3 separate regions of the Mus musculus genome follow, and all the other regions are linked to region 2. A link is a contact called in public ChIA-PET data. All regions are on one chromosome and are shown on one strand. The core of a region is the stretch at or near the end of the contact, and the rest is flanking DNA. Distances in the headings are between cores, read along the strand shown.

Region 1 (4,447 bases), core at 1,393-3,892, 260 kb after region 2:
CAAAAACAAAACACACAAACAAACAAACAAACAAAAAACAAAAACAAAAAAGAGTATGAAACCATCTCAAGTGCCATGCTAAATAACAATGGACTTGTGTCAGTTCTAACATTTACAACGACAGCCATTATAATTGGGAGACAATTCAAAGACATTTACAGGGCATTTGGCACAGTTCTAACACCTCTCTGGATATTTTAACTTTGCACACTGAGATTATCAGTTTAAAGAAGTTTTGATGCTGTGGTTATTGCTGTAAAGTTATTCATGGTTTAAGGTCAGTGTTTCCATCTTGTTCAAGCTTCAAGAATGGCATATATAGTAACTTGATCATGTTAGCCCTTCTTGTCCTGGAAATGCTTTTATTCCTTCTCATTTTGATAAAACTCGCCTTTAACAACATCAGCATGTTGGCAGCCAAAATACAAGGCTTGAAACTGAAAATGGACCCCAGACAGAGCCATTAGTTTAACAGGCTGGCAGTCAAAGCTGGGTAAGATTATGCACAGAGCCTTACCAACCTAAGACAGATGGGTAAGGAAGGCATTCTTGTCAGAACAACCTAACACAGGCATAGTCTTGTTTATGATTTAAAAAAAGGGCTGGCAGTGGTAGTGCATGCCTTTAATCCCAGGTGGATTTCTGAGTTTGAGGCCAGCCTAGTCTCCAGAGTGAGTTCCAGGACAGCCAGGGCTACACAGAGAAACCCTGTCTTGAAAAACCAAAATACAAATAAGTGTGTGCGTGTGTGTGTATGTGTGTATGTATGTGTGTGTGAGTGTGTGTATGTGTGTGTGAATGTGTGTGAGTGTGTGTGTGTATGTGTGAGTGTGTGTGTGAGTGTGTATATGTGTGTGTGAGTGTATGTGTGTGTGAGTGTGTATATATGAGTGTGTGTGTGTGAGTGTGTGTGTGTGTGTGTGTGTGTGTGTGTGTGTGTGTGTGTGTGTTTATATCCAAATTGTCCTGGTTTTACCTCTATGAAGTCCGTTTCCTCATAGACTCCTGGCTTGGTGCTGCAGTACTGAATACCAGGGTTCTTCTCATTGGCAACCATATTAGCCAATCGACAGCCCTTACAGTTTTTAACAATTTCAGCTGTTTTCAGACTGGCATCTTTAATTATGATGAGGGACTGGTAGACTAAGTCCTGCATTCTCTGGCATCCTATGTGTGAAGAACATTGAATCTTTTTCAGTATGCGTATACCCATTTTCTCTGGTACAATTAGTTTGTGATCAGCTAGCTGTCCTCCATCATCTCTTAGGACACTGAGACATGGACAGGGTTTTGGCTCAGATCACATCTTCTGTCTGATCAGAGAGTATGAGGTTTCCTGGGTCTAGGGCAATCAAGGACATGAGGAGCCCAATTTTTAGGGTCACTCACTGGGCTGTCTCACTGCCCTCTGGGACGGAGTTTAGTCTGTCCTTCTGCCGCCAGAAGGCCTCTCTCTATATAAATAGTCCCATAGATATCAGCAGTAGCAAAGGCACACTGGCTATCTGTGTCTCTTGTCTTTTCTCAGCTGTAACGCCTTGGTCAGAGCTGCCACCAGTTCAGCTTTGTGGGTTGATACTCCTGTCCGGAGTGGCTCTGCACATATGATCTGAGCAGTCATGCAGAGGCCCACCGATCAAGGTCAGGGTCAGGCAGCAGGGCAGCTGAAAAGTCATCCTGGGGCATTCAAGAAGAGAGGCTGGTAATGAGTCACCCTGGCGTCATCTTTAACCAGGAGGCCATTGCTGCACTGGTGTATACACAAGGTGGGGGTCGGCTTCTGGCAATTGGTGACAGATTGGCCATTGTCTGATGCCAAGGCCCTGAGTCCCCTGGCTCTAGGGAGGTCACCTGTAGTTAGCAAAGTAAAGCCTTCTTAGAGGAGGCACAATAGTCCGAACTTTTCAGGGCCCCTAAGAGGTCTTGGTTGTTTCTTTTGTTTCTGTTGCCACTGAAAGTCACTTATAAACTGATGAGGAGACTTTACCTTCAGGTTTTAGCAAGGCAGAAAGTTCAACTTTATTATCTACAAACAAGTTGTTGGGTTCCCTTTCACCTTTAGGGCTGCCCTGGGCTTGGGAGGGGCACCTTTGATCTTTAGCCCCCTCCCTCTTATCTCCTTCTCCTGAGACTATCTGTTTTAGGCATTTCTTATGTGTCCCGTGGTTTGGCTGTGGCTGCTATCAAGATCTTTGCCAGGTCTTGAGTCTGTTGCTTCTGTCCCCTCCTCTGCTTCTCCTCTGCAGTCTCTCTTCTGTTAAATACTCTCTCGGCCACTCTCACTAAGTTTGAGTCCCAGTACCGGTAATAACGTTTTGGAAAGAATCTAAGTAAAGACAGGAATGAATTTCCAGAAATGACATCTTATTAAAATCTGCATAGAAGAAAAACTGAAGAGGAATACAACAAAATAGTTATGTGTCCTCTTTAGTGAGGTAACTGGTAGTTGTTTCCGTGAGTTCACCACAGTTTTGCAACTAGTCTAAGCAACTAGTACAAGTTTTGTTTCCTGGCTGTTGAGAGCATTAACTTTTTTGAAACTACAAGTCCCAGCAGATATTCCGCCGCACCCTTCTGCAGGTCGAACTGCCTGCCGTACATTGATCTCTGGGATTTGTAGTCTGATGATAAAAATAAGGTGGGTCACACACTACCGGCACATATAACTGAAGTGGAGACACAGCCAGATACACCAATAGGTATTGCGTTCCGGGATAGAGTTGCGGGCAGATCACCAATGGTTGTGTCGCTCCTCATGAGTGATGTGACCTCCAGCCTACAGTAGGCCCGTGGGGCGGAGCTGGTGTCGCGGCCCCATTGCGAGCCATGGGAGGCGGCTGGTGGTGGGCTCGGGTCGCGCGCCTGGCCCGCCTGCGCTTCCGGGGGTCTCTGCAGCCTCCTCAGCGGCCCCGCAGCGGGGGCGCGCGCGGGTCCTTCGCCCCGGGCCACGGGCCACGCGCGGGAGCGTCGCCGCCTCCAGTGTCCGAGCTGGATCGCGCGGACGCTTGGCTCCTCCGCAAGGCACATGAGACAGGTCAGTGGCAGGGGCCGGGGTCGTTCGCGCTACAAGGAGAGGGGTTTCAATGTGCACGTGGGAGTGGGTGGCCAGAGTAAGGCAAGCATCTGCTGGGAACAGGGCCTGTGCTCAGCGGGGGCAGCTTCCTCATGTGAGCGCAGGGAACCGGTGTTGGGGGTTGGAGATTTTGCAGCCTGGCCGCATAGGACACCATCTTTCGGGTCCTGGCTAAAGGGGTACAGCAGGGATTAGTGGGGGTGGGGAGGAGGCTACGGTTAGGAAGAAGTAGTTGGCAGCACCACACTGCCTAGGTGAGAGACCGTTCCAGAGGCAGCTGGGAGGGAACAAGTTGCTTGAGACAGGGGTATCCGTTAGGATTACAGACAGAGGGGACCACTTGGAATAAAACAAGAGTGTGGCTACCCGCAGAAGATGGGGAAGTTCCGGATTGGACCAGCGTGTAACCAATGGTAGAGAAGGTGGCTGCTGATTGGAGGGAGAGGTGATCTAGACTGCAGAGGGAGGAATCTCAAACGAGGCAATGAGTTGAGAGATTGGAGCTGGTCTGGTGTTGAATGGGGCTAGTAGTGGGAACAGCCTTTTGGCAGCACTCAGGTACTTGAGTGGTGGGGAGGTGTGGACGCAAGGATGAGGCCATGCTAGGTAGGAGCGGTTACCACACAGGGGAAGGGACAGGCTGGAGAAGTTTGTCCCAGAGGTCTGAGGGAGAGAGGGAAGACCGCAGGATGCACAAGGGAAGACTTGGGAAGACTTTCTATCCTCAAACTTCAATTCGTGCTCTAGATTTTGAACGTCTGGGACAGAAGGGTAAAGGAATGGGACTTGCATGGGGCTTCCCGGAAGGGATCCGCATCTAGAATACTTTTGTCTTGTGGCTGAATAGGGTGAGAGGGGATCTAGGAAGCAGGGCTTGCTGATGCAGAGCTCCATCCCCCAACTCCCCGCAGCTTTTCTCTCCTGGTTCCGAAATGGACTTCTGTCATCCGGCATTGGGGTCATCTCCTTCATGCAGAGTGACATGGGCCGGGAAGCTGCCTATGGTGAGTACAGACCATCCCTATGGGAAATGGGCCCCTCCCCCTTTTCCTCCAGTTCTGAGTCCTCCTACCCTAACAGTTGGAAAAGGAGAGCACTCCCTCCATTTTCTCTTGCCTCACTAGTTACATCTCCTCTTACACCTCCTTCATCGGCATTGTGAGGAGTCCACCAGACAGTTTCCAAGTAGCCTTGACTTATGTGGACACCTTTGTTTATACCCCAGACCAGCCCCTTTGGATATTGAATTTCTCCTCCAAGTCTCACATACTTCCTTTTACAAAGTCTCATGTATTTGAGTCCTTGTCTGCCTTTATTTGTTTGTTTGTTTGTTTATGTATTGCTATAACGGGAAGGAAAGCAGCCTACTAGTTA
Region 2 (4,815 bases), core at 705-3,204:
CTGGGGCATGATGGCTCTGTAATAGAGCTTTTGCTAGAATCCCCCAGTGAGGGGCTGGGGGTGTGGCTCAGTGGTGGAGCCCCTGCCTAGAATCTCCACCCTGACCCCACCCCACCCCAGTAAGGGGCTGGGGGCGTGGCTCAGTGGTACATTTCCCTGCTTAGCATAAAGTGAGGCCTTAGACTCAATCCTCAGCATTGAAACAATAAATGCTAGCAATAGATATCATTGATCTTTTTCTCATCTCCCCCAAAGGGACTGTGGCTTCACCTCTGGATCACTATGCACTGGGTTAAAAAAAAAAATCAAAGTTTGAGGGACTGACTGATAATCCCAGTTCAAGGAGACCAGAAGTGTCACTGGGAGCCTCTCAGCAAAGCAGGGGCTGATGGAGTCCCCTCATCCTCAGAGCGGTACTTCAGAGCAGCCCTGTAGGACTCCAAACCCATCCATGACTATCTCCAGGGCTCTTCCACACCTAGCTCCCTGGCAGAGTACAGATGCAAAGGCTCAGATGACAGACACCATCCGACCCATCATAAGCCTGTGTCTGTGAGCCTGAGATGTGTGGCACTAGTAGTCTCTAATCACTGAAGCCCAGAGTGCCTCATCTATCCCGGAACTCATTATTCACAGCCCGCAGGGACCATGGAGCAGCAGTGCATCTGGAGCCCACAAGGTGGCGCTGAAGAGCCATAAAACTTTAATCCCTTCCCTCCCTGCCCCCCCCCCCCCACCTTCTTTCTTTCTTTCTTTCTTTCTTTCTTTCTTTCTTTCTTTCTTTCTTTCTTTCTTTCTTTCTTCCTTCCTTCCTTCCTTCCTTCCTTCCTCCCTCCCTCCCTTTCTTTCTTTCTCTCTTTCTTTCTTTCTCTCTTTCCTTCTTTCTTTTTTTTTTTTCTTTTTGACAGTCTAACTATTTTGCTCTGGCTGCCCTGGAACTAACTATGTAAAGCAGGCTAGCTTCTTCAAACTCATAGAGATCTACCTGTCTCTGCATCCCTAGTGCTGGGATTAAAGCCATGTGTTTTTCTTTTTCCTATTTATTTCTTTAGTTGTTGAGAGAAGGAGGCTGTGTGCTACATACCTATGGCAGTCAGAGGACAAGCTCTAGGAGGGAGTGGGCTCTCTCCTCCTAAAAGAGTCCTGGGGACTAAACTCAGGCCACCAAGCACCTTTTACATACAGACCCCTCATAGACGTTGTCGAATGGCAGCTCTGGGACACAATTGTGTATCCTTTAGGCTGCACATCATTGATTAATAATTTTTCAGTTTATTCATGTTATCTCCACGCATTGTTTTGTCTACACGTGTATCTGTATAAGGGCATCAGATCCCCCTGAACTGAAGTTACAGAGAGCTGTGAGCAGCCATTGTAAGATTTGGACAGTGCTCTTAGCCACTGAGCCATCTCTCCAGCTACTATCACTAAAAATTTTTAGTGTTTCTGTTTATTGACAATTTTATGCATATATGTAATAACCCTGGATTCTTTCCCTCCTCTCTCCTTTCTCTCTCACTCCTGGCTGGACTCCTTTTTATTCCCAAAACAGTTGCACTTGCAGACTTTTCTGTTCTGATGTAGTTTGCTTGCTTGTTTGGTGAGCCACAGGGCATAATTAAGGTTGCTTTCATGGGCATGCGAGTGGCTCACACAATCAGGCTTGGTACTATACTATTTTCTGGGGGTTTGTTCAGTTGCTAGCTTGCTTGCTTTTCCTTTGAGACATGATCTCAGTAAACTGCCCAGGCTGGTCTTGAAGTTCACATTCTCTCTTCTCAGTCTCCCAAGCGCTGGCATTATAGACTTTGCAATAAGTCCATCTTGAGGTAGTAGCTTTTAGAATATTCTAAACATCTGAGGGGGTGGGGGGAACACCTTACATAAGTCACTTTCCACCTCACACCCCAGGCCTGGCAGCTAAGAACCCACTTCCTCTCTCTGTGGACTTTGTGTGACAGAACTTTCCTGGGGAGATGTATCACATGACTGCTCACTCCAGATGGGAGCCCACAACAGGCCAACGTGTGGATATCGTCAAAGTCCACATTAGTGAATCAATGGGTTTTATTGTGGTTGCTCACAGGAGTATAGGTGAGGGGCAACTTACAGGAGCAGAAACAACTCAAAGACAGCTGTATCACCAACTCACCCAGGCATGGGTGACAGCTCTGGGAACCTGAAACACACTGCATAGCTTGCAGGCAGCTCAACAGGCTGGAGAGTGCTCTTTCCAGGAGACTCGGTTGGTCAGAACAATACCAGGAGGCTTGGCTGGTCTGAGTAACTCCCAGAAGCCTTTGTTGTTTCCTCTTAGTGAGGTTGGGGTCTAATGAATCTGGTCAGTTTTAGGGACTTCCTGAAGCAATTTTGAATTGTTTACTTTCTGTTGTAAGGAGCTTCCCTGAAGGATGGATAGAAACTAATACACAATGGGCTGTCTTGCCTGCCCTGAACCCTGCATGATCATGACCATGGTTCTTAACTTTAGGCTTCACCCATGAGAAAACAGTGCATCCACACTTCACTTGTCTCTTGTGCTGAGGATGAACTCCAGGGCTTTTTACACATTCTGAGAAATACTGCACATCTGAGCCACACCCCCAGCCCCTCACTGGGGGATTCTAGGCAGAGGCTCTACCACTGAGCCACGCCCCCAGCCCCTCCCTGGGGGATTCTAGGCAGGGGCTCTACCACTGAGCCACGCCCCCAGCCCCTCACTGGGGGATTCTAGGCAGGGGCTCTACCACTGAGCCATGCCCCCAGCCCCTCACTGGGGATTCTAGGCAGGGGCTCTACCACTGAGCCACACCCCCTCGCTGGGGGACTCTAGACCTTCTTTCAACTGCTGAGCCACACTCCCAACTCTTGACTTTTTTGAGACAAGGCCTTGCTTTGCACCCAAGGCTGGCCTTGAACTTGAGGTCCTTCTATCTCAGCTCAGAGTGTCTCTATTAAAGGTGTGTGCCCATCATACTCACTAGGGTTTAACAACTGGGTAAAGGTAAGAGATTAGATGTCTGGAGCTCTCCCAAGGTCAGACTTGGGACCTTACGGCATCTTTCCCTGTCATCTTGGGACGTGGCTGGAGTCTCTGTAGTTGTTCATTCTTCTCTGGTGATCACTGAAGCTGCTGTTGCTGAGAGCTAGTGAGCCCACTAACCTATCATAATCAAAGCCAAGCTTGAGCTCCAGCATGGAGGTGAGAAGAGACCAAGCACTGGGGGTGGGGGGAGCACCTTCTGAGAAAATGGACAGTTTCTCTATGTTCATCATCTAAAGGCTAAGGTTCTCAAATGTTATGTAGCCCAGGCTGGCCTTGAAGCCGCTGTGTAGATGAGGCTGACTTTGAACTCCGCACCCTCCTCCTGCCTCCTGCATGCTGGGCTTGAGGATGCCACACAGCCTGCACTGCTGTCTCCAACAGTACACTTAAGTTCATGCATAGAGTTCTTCAGTCTATTTCCTGATGAGTGAGTGTCTCTAACTGGTCCTGATGGTGGTACTGGTTTGAGAAGCCATGGACCTTCCTGGGCACAAGGCTGTAAAGGCCTCAGGCTCGCTCCGTTCCCAGCTTGGCTTCCTGAGACCTTCTATGAGTGGCTTCCACCCTCCCCACCACAGTCTGCACCCTCTGAACCCTAAGACCCACCCTCCCTTGTTTCTTTCAGACAGATGAGAAAAGCAACCAATGCAGTGAGTTTCGTAGGCTGTCTTTCAAGAAAGTGCCCCACTGAACTGAGTTGACTGTGTCTGTTTTGGGACGTGGCCCTTGGACTTGACACTGCGGGGCCTGTAATGGTGGCTGCTTCTGTCCCTAGGCCTCCTGCTTTATTGCTCTCTCAGATTCAGCACTTCACTTATTTTATCCACTTCTTGCCAGCTGACTGCACTGTTTGTATGTGTGGTGTATGCATGTGTGCCCATATGTACATATATATGCATGTGTGCACATGCGTGTGTGTGTGTGTATGTATACGTGCATGTGTGTGCATGTGTGCACATATGTACATATATATGCATGTGTGCACATGTGTGTGTATGTGTAGGGTATGTATATGTGCATGTGTGTGCATGTGTGCATGCGTCTGTGTGTCTGTCTGTGTGTCTTAGCTCAGAAGCTGACCAGGTATGTTCCTTGATCAGTCTCCACCAGGTTTTGAGACAAGGTCTTTGGCTAGGCTGGCTGGCCCACGAGCTCAGGGAATCCTGCCTCTGGCCCTAGTCCCAGCATTAGAGTTAGACCCATGTTGTTAGGCTCAGCTTTTTAATTGTTTTTTTTGTTTGTTTGTTTGGTTGGTTTTTGGTTTTTGGTTGTTTTTTTTTAGTGTGGATTCTGGGATCCACACTCAGGTGGCCTGAGCCGCAGGCCCTTTGCCACTTGAGGTGTCTCCCAGCCCCGAGGGTATTATTGTGTGAGGCTGATGGAAGTCCCTCACTTCTGTCCACTCTCTTGCTTCCTTAGTTTGCAGTGAAGACTGGGGATAGAAATCCTTCATGCCTTAAGATGCTCTGTCGGGGACTGAGGTCACAGCAATGCATTAATAACACCACAGCTGGGTTCCACCTCTGACTCCGGAGGCTGCATGTGTCACAAGAGGCTGGGCCGAGTGGGAGTGGGAGTGGGAGTGGGAGTGGGAGTGGGATGCCTGAAGCAGGCCTGAGGAGCTGCCTAGGGGATGAGGAGGGATGCAGGGGGCGGGGGGCGGGGGGAGGAGCAGAAAGCCTCCAAGGAGTGGGGTGTGACTAGGAGTCCAGCAGCAGGAAGTGGCTGGGCGGGCATCTCCAGGTGTAGCCGTGGTCCCACATGAACTT
Region 3 (4,622 bases), core at 216-2,715, 490 kb after region 2:
GGGTACAGCAAAGCTCAAGGCATGGTGACATTGAGACTCTCTACAGAGTCCATACAGCTTCTTCCATGAACATGGGTTCTGGTGACTTACAGACAGTGCTCAAGATGAGGGTCTGTGGAGAATGGCTGAGGTAAACAAAACGTCTGACCCTGAGATAACATAGCATTCACTTAGGCTGATGTAGAGTATGAGTGACCACTGCCATGAGGATGCTCGCTCGTATAGACTAAGAAGCAAGGCTCAAGTTGCAGGGGGAAGTCAGGGACACACACACATAGTACTCTGAGAGACTCAATGCAGCTGGCCTTACAGAGAGCTAGAGACCAGCAGGTTGTAAACTACACCCTTTCCCTGCGTTCCTGGAGGAAGACAGGCAAACACCTCCTTCCATTGAAGAGACAAGCCTGGGTGTTTAACTTTCCTGGCTTCTCCAAGGCTTACCTGTGTGCACAGGGACCTCTTACCCTCTACAGGTGGGAGATCCACATGCACAGGAAGCGGAAATAATTCCCTCAGCAGGGTTTGTTCAGATAGAGGGTCTGAGGTCGAGGTGGGGCCTGGAGTGGAGGAAGAGGATTATTCAGAAACAACAGGAAGTGGCAGAGTCTAGACGTGCCAGGGGCTCAGGGGAAGGAGAGGAGAACCCTGGAGAAGAGCCTCACCATGATGAAAATGAAGGGGGTGGGGGAGTGAGGGAGGAGGGGAGGGGATGAAGGGATGGAGGAGAGGCCACAGAACCTCTTCAGACAGTAGCCTTCATCTTAGCTCCCCATAGTTTTGTGTCCATCAGTTACATAAGGGCAACACCCCAAGCCCTTCCACATGTAGCTCGAAAGACCAAGAAAATAGGAAAAGAGACGTGACCATAGCTCACCTAGACTCAAGATAGATCTCCATTCTAATGAGGTACCTAGAGGCCTGGAGTCTTAGCCAATAAGCTTTCCTTTACAGGCATTCCTCCCTGCAAAAGGTATTTAATCTCAGGCCCACCCTGAGAAGTGGGGTACAGTTTTACACATCTACTTTCCACCATGACAATAAATGAATTGGGACCACAGACCATCTCTTTTCATCTGGATCCGCAGTGGGGAGCCACGGAGAAGGCCTTTGACTACAGAGCCGCTGTCTAATCTCTCCTAGATGGCCTCTCTACACTCCCAGTCACAACCACCACCAAGCCCAAGCTGCCGCCCTGCCAGAGCTCCTCTCTTTTTTTCCCCAGCCTAGGGTTAGATCCAGCCTGAGGGCCCAGATTCTGTTCTCAGTTCTTCTGAGACTTCCAGTGGCGCCTGGGTGTCCAAGAGCTTGGGATTCCATGACCCCAGCCTCTTCGCAGGCCCAGGGACCCTGAGTCAGCTCCAGCTGTTCCTGTACCTCAGACTGCTCTTTCCCAACCCTGGAGCAGTGTTCTGGGGGCTTCTCTGTGACTCAACACCCACCTGGCAATGGGGTGCGATAACCACAGTCAAACTCCCAGCATCCTGCCTCACCCAGCAGCCATGCCCTGTGGACCCACAACCCTACACTGTACCACATATAGGATGCTATTCAAAACATATACTGCCTTCTGAAGGACTCTTCCCTAGCCCTCCATGCTGCTGCCACTGTAATATCCAAAATGAATTCAAGACCACCCAGTACCCTTTCCCCTTTGAAAAGGACTTTCCAAACTGTACTAGCAGGCCAAGTGCAGAGCCAGATAAGGAAGCTGGCTGACTAAATAAAGTAAAAACATAGTTTTAGCAGTCAAAATGATTAAGCTTACAGCTACCAAAATAATGTTAGCTGTTCTCAGAGAAATAACCATAACAAAAATAACAGTTCTCAGAAGAAAAATCCCCCTACCCCACCCCACACTGAATTCTGAGAAAGACCACAAACCACCCTGACCTTGTTGCTAGAATTCCCCTGATGTTGATAGCCATGACTTAATAGCTGTGACGTTAATAGCTGACCCATAAGTTCAAAATGTACTATTGCTTTGCTGACCAATGCATAGTAACCTACCATGGGGGCAAGCAAAGTGAGTCACTAGGCCAGAGGTAGTCACTGTGCAAACCAACCAATGCCTGAAAGGGCTACTTGCTACACCAATGAAAATAAGCCAGCTACCCTGTTGCTCAAATCTGTCCCTTACAAATGTATAAAAAGTGTGTTCTTTCTTTGTTCTAGGTCTCTCCTCTGGCCTGTGTGCTGAGAGGGGAGTCCCCAACATGTTGGCTCAATAATAAAAATCCTCATGCAGTTTGCAGTGATGGTGGTTTCTGTGGTCTCTGTGAGTGAGGGTCTTTTGACAAACTCCAACACCACCTAATTGGCACTGTAACTGCGTGCATCTTCAATAGGCCATTCCATCTTTCTATCAGACCATCTGCTTCAGGATGGTGAGGGACACGGTAAGACCACTGGATTCCATGATTGTGGGCCCACTGTCACACCTCTCTGTCTATGTAATGATTTCCTTGGCCAGAGGCAATACTGTGGAATACCATGACAATGGATAAGGCATTTTGTAAGTCCATAGATGGTGGTTTTGGTAGAAGGAAAGGCAAATCCATAACCAGAAGTATCTACTCCAGTAAGAAAAAAATGTTGTCCTTTCCACAGATGAAGTGGTCCAATGTAGTCAACCAGCCACCAAGTTGCTGGCTGGTCACCTTGAGAAATGGTGCCATATCTGAGGCTCAGTGTCATTCTCTGCTGTTGGCAGATCTGGCATTCAGCAGCAGCTGTAACCAGGTCAGCCTTGGTGAGTGGAAGTCTGTGTTGTTGATCCCAAACATAACCCCCATCTCGGCCACCATGGCCACTTTGTTCATGTACTCATTGCGCAATGACAGGGATGGCTGGGGAGAGAGGCTGACTGTGCACAGAATGGGTCATCTTATCCACTTGATTATTGAACTCCTCGGCTGAAGTCACCTTTGATGAGCATTTACATGGGACACAAATATTTTCACATCCTTTGCCCATTTGGAGAGATCTATCCACATACGTTTCCCCCAGATGTCTTTCTCACCAATTTTCCAATCATGATCTTTCCAAGTTCCTGACCATCCAGCCAATCCATTGGCTACAGCCCATGAGTCTGTGAACAATCAAACATCAGGCCATTTCTTCTTCCTGAAGTTCTGCCCACTGTGAAGATTTTCCTTCACCTGTATCTTTCAGGGCTGTCCTAGAAAGGGGTTGTAATGCTGTAGCTGTCCACTTCTGGGCAGTGCCTGCATAAAGTGCAGAGCCATCAGTAAACCAGGTCCTAGTCTTCTCTTCTTTAGTCAACTGATCATAGGGAACACCCCATGAGGCTATAGGCACATGCTTGGCAGCAGATGGCATTGTAACAGGAGTAAAAACAATAGGCATTTGAGCAACTTCTTCATGTAACTTGCTTGTGCCTTCAAGACTTGCTCGGGCCTGATCACATATATACCACATCCATTTGATAATAGACTACTTTATGACTTGGAGGGTTTGATAACACCCAGCTCATAATGGGCAGTTCAGGTGGCTTGGTAACTTGGTGTCCTGTTGTCAAACGTTCAGTTTCCACAAAGGCCTGTCAGAGGCCCCAAACAGCATCTCTATCTTCCACTGACACCTCAAGTACCATCGGGTCTGTTGGGTCATATGGTCCAAGTGGTAGAGCAGACTGCACAGCAGCCTAGACCTGTTAAAGAGCCTTCTCCTGTTCCAGGTCCCACACAAAGCTAGCAGCTTTCTGAGCCACCTGGTAAATAGGCCTGAGTAACACACCCAAACGAGGAATGTGCTGTCTCTAGAATCCAAATAGACCCACTAAACATTATGCTTCTTTCTTGGTGGTGGGAGGCGCCAGGTGCAATAACTTATCTTTCACCTTAGAAGGAATATCTCTGCAAGCCTCACACCACTGGACTCTTCTAAGAGTTTCACTGAGGTAGATGGTCCTTGAATTTTGGTTGGATTTATTTCCCATTCTCTGATACGCGTATGTGTTACCAATGAGTCCAAAGTGGTTGCTACTTCTTGCTCATTTGGTCCAATCAACATAATATCATCAATATAGTACACCAATGTGATATTCTGTGGAAGAGGCAGGTGATCAAGATCCCTTCTAACTAAATTATGACACAGGGCAGGAGAGTTAATATATCCTTGACGCAAAACTGTGAAGATATACGGCTGGCCTTGCCAACTGAAAGCAAATTGCTTCTGGTCGTCCTTATGGACAGGTACTGAGAAGAAGGCATTTGTCAGATCAATAGCTGCATACTAGATACCAGGAGATGTGTTAATTTGCTCAAGTAACAAAACTACATCTGGTACAGCAGCTGCAATTGGAGTTACTACCTGATTTAGTTTTCGATAGTCAACTATCATTCTCCATGATCCATCTGTCTTCTGCACTGGCTGGATAGGAGAGTTAAAGGGAGATGTGGTGGGAACCACCACCTCTGTGTCTTTCAAGTCCTTGATGGTGACAATAATTTCTGCAATTCCTCCAGGAAAACAATACTGTTTTTGACTCACTATTGGGGGTGGGGGGCAGAGGCAACCCTAAAGGCTTCCATTTAGCCTTTCCAACCATAATTGCCTTCACTCTACAGGCCAGGGAGCCAATGTGAGAATTCTGCCAATTT

What was found. ChIA-PET counts read pairs in DNA pulled down with a chosen protein or histone mark.
Region 1: a contact with region 2 is called in an RNA polymerase II ChIA-PET map of memory CD8 T cells, with 13 read pairs. The contact joins the promoter of Tmem160 here to the enhancer-like site in region 2. A contact is called at or near these places in 2 of 39 promoter capture datasets (hippocampal neurons and stem cell-derived epiblast-like cells), 7 of 484 Hi-C or Micro-C datasets (the G1E-ER4 cell line, embryonic stem cells, erythroblasts and 2 more), 5 of 115 datasets of contacts at active chromatin or transcription factors (T-cell acute lymphoblastic leukemia, bone marrow-derived macrophages, memory CD8 T cells and 2 more) and 1 of 9 other capture datasets (liver).
Region 3: an RNA polymerase II ChIA-PET map of memory CD8 T cells shows a contact between it and region 2, with 12 read pairs. The contact joins two enhancer-like sites. A contact is called at or near these places in 1 of 39 promoter capture datasets (pre-B cells) and 1 of 115 datasets of contacts at active chromatin or transcription factors (memory CD8 T cells).

The regions. Positions count from the first base shown.
Region 1 is chr7:16,450,137-16,454,583 of GRCm38.p6, forward strand. It overlaps Tmem160 (transmembrane protein 160), which reads left to right and starts at 2,643. Exons shown (of 3, transcript NM_026938.1): 1 at 2,643-3,034; 2 at 3,985-4,077. The coding sequence starts at 2,827.
Region 2 is chr7:16,191,952-16,196,766 of GRCm38.p6, forward strand. No RefSeq gene overlaps it. Among named protein-coding and RNA genes, the nearest start is that of Meis3, 19 kb to the left of the region's middle. Within about 2 kb of position 1,955, at least 45 of the 459 cell types and tissues checked have an H3K27ac peak or open chromatin away from gene starts, as enhancers often do. A contact at or near this core is called in T-cell acute lymphoblastic leukemia, bone marrow-derived macrophages and memory CD8 T cells, where this site is marked.
Region 3 is chr7:16,679,831-16,684,452 of GRCm38.p6, forward strand. No RefSeq gene overlaps it. Among named protein-coding and RNA genes, the nearest start is that of Ceacam15, 6.4 kb to the left of the region's middle. Within about 2 kb of position 1,466, at least 21 of the 459 cell types and tissues checked have an H3K27ac peak or open chromatin away from gene starts, as enhancers often do. A contact at or near this core is called in memory CD8 T cells, where this site is marked.